Regions from separate parts of the Mus musculus genome. Here region 1 is linked to region 2. The links are chromatin contacts, called in public HiChIP or PLAC-seq maps. All regions are on one chromosome and are shown on one strand. Each heading gives the region's core, a stretch centred on a gene start, on an enhancer-like site or on the middle of the called end of the contact. The rest is flanking DNA. Distances are from core to core; before and after follow the strand shown. Region 1 holds the start of Smox (spermine oxidase). Region 2 has its middle 52 kb from the start of Rnf24.

Region 1 (2,700 bases), core at 181-2,680, 88 kb before region 2:
TTGTATTCATAAATTAATTTTTTAATCATAAGAAAGAATAAAAACAGGGGTAGAAAGTGAACAGAGGATGGCAAGAAGGGCAGTCAGGAGAGGAAATGCTGAGAACAGAGCCCTGGGGCCCTCAAGCATTTAACAGCAAAACTAAGGGGAAGGGGACAGGCTAGGGCAGGCTGGTAGAAGGGAGGAACTGGGGCACCCAGGGAAAGATACAACTCTAGGACAGAGCTTTCTAAAGACACTGCAAGGCAAGCAAAACCTGCTAGAGCGGCCCTGGATGGACTGCAGAAGGAAAGGGTGCCTGCTTCTTAGGGGCACTGCTTAAAGTCAGAACTTCCGAGGAGATCCTTGTGATGGGAATTGGGTGCCTGGCTGACGGGGGATGAGGTTCAAAGCCAAACAGGGAGACTGTGAAATGACGAGGGCGGACAAAGACTGTTCTCAAAACCTGCTGGGTAAGAAATGCCAGGGACATCTAAAGGGATGGTCACAGGGCCCAGGAGGAAGCGCGGCCCTTCAAGCCCTGTAATGCTCCTTCCTCTGTAAGAGGAAAGGGACAGAGGTAGCAGAACACAAATAAATGAGGGCCATTCAAACACTTTCTTGACCTTCTCTTTACCCCCAGCCTGGGTGACCTCCACTCAGCACCTGCTGTTTCCCCCACAAGCTCGGCCAAGTGGACCCCAGGCGGGACGGTGCTGTGCCACTATCAGTTGGCTCCTCCAACAACCTGTGGGCACGGCTCACGAAAGGGCCAGCCACGGCGCGGTTTGCTCAGGTGCAAGACCCAAAAGGTCCGCGCACCGCTCACCTGCTCCACAGCCGCGCCACCTCCAAGCCGGCGGCCGGCCTCGGCACCCCTTCCCGGCGAAGCGACTTGCTCCCTTCCCTTCGTCAGCCTGGCTCCGGCCAAGCCGGGCAGCCTGTGAGCCCCGGGGCAACCCGCGGGAGAGCGGCTCCCCACTCCTCCAGCTGTCCCAAGGAGACCGGCAGACGCCGGGCCGCCGCCGCCGCCGCCGCCGCCGCAAGCTGTGTTCCCTCCCCTCCACAGCGCACACCCTCCGGGCCGACCGAGTGCCTCGCCGGCTTTGTCTGCGCCGCCGCGCTGGGCGTCCGGAGGATGCGGCCCGGACCCCGGGGTCGCGGCCAGCCCGGGCAGCCTCTTCTGCCCACCGCCCGCCGCCGGCCTCCATCGGGAGCCCCTTGCCTACGAGGCTCGGTGGCTGTCCGAGCCCGGGTCGGGGAGGCCGCACGGTACCTTTCCTTGCGGAGCCCGGGAGCGTCTTCGCGAGCGGCCTCGGCCTCTCCGCCTCCCCTCCTCCGCAGCCACTGGGCTTCCTCCTGCAGCCGCCGCCGGGACCGTAGGGCCGAGCCAGCCGCCGGGGCCTGTGCGGGGGCCCCGCTCCGCCTCGCGTCCCCGGCCCACCCCGCCTGGGTGCTCCGCCCCGGGCCCGCCCACCGGGGGCGGGGAGCCCGAGGCCACCCAGCCTGGAGTTGCCCGCGGCACAGCCACCTGCACTCCCCTATCTCGCAAAAGGGACGCCTCACCCACCTATCCGCCCAGAAACAGAGCCAGCCCCGCGACGCCCCGCCCTGCAAAGCAGACGAGGTCTTCCGGCACTGTCAGAGCGCTGCGCCCACCTCAGTTTACCCAGACTCTGCCGCCCTTTTGAAAAGAAGAAAGGGCCCCTCTTGTCCTGGACTGTCTCTCGTCCTGCAGGTCTCAGGTGGGTGCCGGCGGGAACCAGGAACCTCAGGTGAAAGGAAAAGAATGCTCACATCCTCTCAGTACCCAGCCCATGTCCTGAAGTGGCCCTTTTTAAAAAGTGTATTTCCCTAGTAAAACCCTCAAACTTTTAATAAAAGCCAACGTTAATACTAGGTGGCACTTTTTCCTTTTTTCAAAAAAAAATTAATTGGTATCAATTATTTTTTAGCGGGCAATAGTGGCACATGCCTTTAATCTGGTGGTTCTCCAGCTTCCTAATGCTGACACACAGTTCCTCGTGTTGTAGTGACCCCCCAACCATAAAATTATTTCATTGCTACTTCGTAACTGTAATGTTGCTACTGTTATGAATTGAAACATAAATAAATATCTGACATGCGACCCCTATGAAAGGTCGTTGGAACCCTAAGGGATAGTAACCCACAGGTTTAGGACCACTGCGGAATCCCTCTAGAAGCAGGTGGATCTCTGAGTTCAAAGCCAGTCTGAACCACAGAGTAAGTGTAGGACAGCCAGAGTCAAACAGAGAAATCCTGTCTTGAACCACCCCCAACTCTCCCCCTCCACACACACACACAAAAGTAAGAAAATTATTTTTTATTCATCTCTGCACCTCCTAATCTGTTTTTTCGTATGTTTTGCTGGTACTACACCAGGTCAACACTTGGTCCGAGGGAATACAAGCCCCTGGTGGCCGCAGAGCCTCTACTCCGAACTGTGTCTCTGGAGGGGGCCCTCCCCTGATTTCAACCTGGAACCAGGCAATGCTGAGCACAGGTCGCTGTAGGTTCAGCCCGGAGAGATCCTGGATGTGGATCACATGCTCGTGATCCCAGCCTCAGAAGGCCATGTGGGGGGGGGGGGGGTACAGAGTTCAAGGCTAGCCTTGGCTACATACCAACTTCAAGGCCAGGCTGAGCCACACAGTGAAAGCCTGCCTCAAAGAAGCAAGAAGTAGAGATGTGGCTCAACAG
Region 2 (2,700 bases), core at 183-2,682:
GCAAGTCAAGGGGTACCACTCAGCCCTGCACAGAGCATCACTCAGCCCTGCATAGAGTATCACTCAGCCCTGCATAGAGCACCACTCAGCCCTGCATAGAGTATCACTCAGCCCCACATAGAACATCACTCAGCCCTGCACAGGGCACCACTCAGCCCTGCACAGAGCATCACTCAGCTCTGCATAGAGAGCATCACTCAGCCCTGCACAGAGAGCATCACTCAGCCCTGCACAGGGCACCACTCAGCCCTGCACAGAGCATCACTCAGCCCCACATAGAACATCACTCAGCCCTGCACAGAGCATCACTCAGCTCTGCACAGAGCATCACTCAGCCCTGCACAGAGCATCACTCAGCCCTGCACAGAGCATCACTCAGCCCTGCTCAGAGCATCACTCAGCTCTGCATAGAGTATCACTCAGCCCTGCACAGAGCATCACTCAGCCCTGCACAGAGCATCACTCAGCCCTGCACAGAGCATCACTCAGCCCTGCACAGAGCATCACTCAGCCCCTGTGTGTCCTCCATGCTTCCTCTGTCCTGTTAGCTCTACTTCTGCCAAACACTCCCTCCTACAAATGCTTGACCAGTTGACAACCTCCAAGATCCCAGCTCTACTCGGGCTCCTGTTCACCCTTGTGCCTGGGTCCGACAGGACCAGTTGGCCTTGCATTGGTTCCTTCCCCTTCCCTGCCTGTTGGCCTCTGAGAAGCTGCAGTGAATATGGATGGTGGTTAGTAGTACAGCAGGAGCCTGGGGCAAGAGTAGAGTCAGCCTATGAGACAGCAAGAGCAGATTCCAGAAGATTCATGACAGCAGCCTAAAACATAGTGGGGGGCCTGAGACCCACAGACTCCAAGTTTCAGCTCTCCATCTGTCACAAGCCACCCCACGTGACTAAGGTCAATTTTGCTTCTCAGTTTGTTCCTGAGTTAAGTGCCTATGAGAAAGATCTAGAAGGGGTTCCATGAAAGCCTCCCTATCTTTTTGATGCTACATAACTTCAGTGAGCCCCGGCTGCATGAAACTCCAGTTTCAAGTCATCTACAATAGCAACCAGCTTGGCAAGGCACCCTGTGTGGGCTCTGCCTTCCTCATCTTACCAAAGTAGCACTTAGAGCCCCGTTTCTCTGCTTCTAGTAGACCATAGAGACACTCCCCAGCCCTGTCAGACACAAGCAGCCTGTGATTAGGCCGCTGCAAGGGCTAGCAGCAGGCGTCAGAGCCCAGGGCTAGATGAGAGCTTTGCCTATCTCTCATTTCTACTTTGGACCCAAATCCCATAAGAAAGCACGGGAGGGTGCTGGAAGGGCTCCCCTGTTGTCCTAGAACAGCAGCCAAGGCTTGAAAATGAGGACAAGAGGAAAGAGGTCCCTGAATTCTAGACTGAGCAGTAAGTGAGTCACTGGCAGCCTGACTCTTCACTTCCTGAAAGTGTGGAGACCTGCTCTTCCACCCATTCTGCCTGAACAAAGGTTAGAGGTGGGGTGAGGAAGGAAGGCTATAGTGAAGATGTCACCCTGAATGGCAGGACTTCCCTTTGGCTTTCTGAAGCAAGGGATTGCTTGGGAAGTCCGAGTTAACTGGGTGACTATTTAATGTGTCTGTTTGGAAATCCCTCTATACCTACCTTAGGCGTCATAGTGGTGGTTATCTTTGCCCCACCCATTCTACATCTCTGACTCATCTCTTACTCTCCAGGAGTATCGGCAGCGTCCATTCTGGCCTTCATGTCTCCTCCCTCAGGCTCCTGTCCACTCCAGTCCTGAAGCAGTCCTTTCTGGCTGGGAGTATGGTTTTATGGCAGAGTGCTTGCCTGGCCTGTGCAAAGCACTGGCTGTGATCCCTGGCACTACCCAAAACACCGAGACAGAGTGGTATCCAAGTGTAGTCCCCAGATCTGTGGGAAGCTGAGGCAGGGGGATTGCTAACCTCAGTAGTTCAAGACCAGTCTGGGCAACATAGTGAGACTCTATCTCAAATAAATAAGTCATTCAAGATCAGCTTGGCAGACTAGATCTCACAGATCAGCTGTGGCTGCCTGTGACTTGGTTTTTATGTCACTTGGGAGCTAAGAATGGTTTTTACATTTTATTTTTAGGCAAAACAAGACTATGTGACACATATTTGCCAAAGCCTGCTATAAAGTCAGTATCAAATCTGGCTTAAGGGAATATCCTCCCTACATTCTATACCTCTCAGATACCTTAAGCCTGCACCCAGACTATCACCCTCCCTCCTTATGCCAATCAGTGACCTAACATTCCAGACATTACTCCAGATGATGTCCCTTCAGCTGAGCCTAAGCCTTCTCACCTTTCCCCGATCAGCCTATACAGCAGGAGCTGGCTGTCACATGCTCACACCAGATCATAGCTTGGTGACCAGTGAGTGACAGAGGGAAGGGCAAAGGAGGGAGACAGCATGAGCTACAGTCACCCAGTAGCTATATGGTCCCTGCTTCTAGTAGTGTCCTAGGTCCTTCCCTGCTTCAAAGGATCAGTAACAATTTCTATGCCATTGCTAACTTCCTTGACTGCCGTGACTACCTTCCAGGCTCTTCATCACCCCTACAACTGACTACGTGCACTTAATTGCCTCTGTTTAAATGGTTTCTGTTTTCCTGCCAGGACTCTGACTGACGTACTACTCTCCCCAGCATCCACACACTCAGAGTTTGCTCAGTGCTCTGTCTTTAA

Evidence for each region. HiChIP or PLAC-seq counts read pairs in DNA pulled down with a chosen protein or histone mark.
Region 1: a contact with region 2 is called in an H3K4me3 HiChIP or PLAC-seq map of intestinal villus epithelium, with 5 read pairs. The contact joins the promoter of Smox here to the enhancer-like site in region 2. A contact is called at or near these places in 8 of 39 promoter capture datasets (the 3T3-L1 cell line, 3T3-L1-derived adipocytes, the C10 cell line and 5 more), 3 of 15 datasets of contacts at CTCF or cohesin (the NIH/3T3 cell line and large pre-B cells), 16 of 484 Hi-C or Micro-C datasets (the C10 cell line, the CH12 cell line, the F1.1 cell line and 11 more), 10 of 115 datasets of contacts at active chromatin or transcription factors (bone marrow-derived macrophages, craniofacial prominence, double positive thymocytes and 6 more) and 2 of 9 other capture datasets (adipose tissue and embryonic stem cells).

The regions. Positions count from the first base shown.
Region 1 is chr2:131,490,592-131,493,291 of GRCm38.p6, reverse strand. Smox (spermine oxidase) reads right to left here and starts at 1,430. Exons shown (of 7, transcript NM_145533.2): 1 at 1,256-1,430. It overlaps Gm30679, which reads left to right and starts at 1,016. Exons shown (of 2, transcript XM_030252306.1): 1 at 1,016-1,724. The coding sequence starts at 1,118.
Region 2 is chr2:131,403,078-131,405,777 of GRCm38.p6, reverse strand. No RefSeq gene overlaps it. Among named protein-coding and RNA genes, the nearest start is that of Rnf24, 52 kb to the right of the region's middle. Within about 2 kb of position 1,432, at least 58 of the 459 cell types and tissues checked have an H3K27ac peak or open chromatin away from gene starts, as enhancers often do. A contact at or near this core is called in embryonic fibroblasts, intestinal villus epithelium and pancreatic cancer cells, where this site is marked.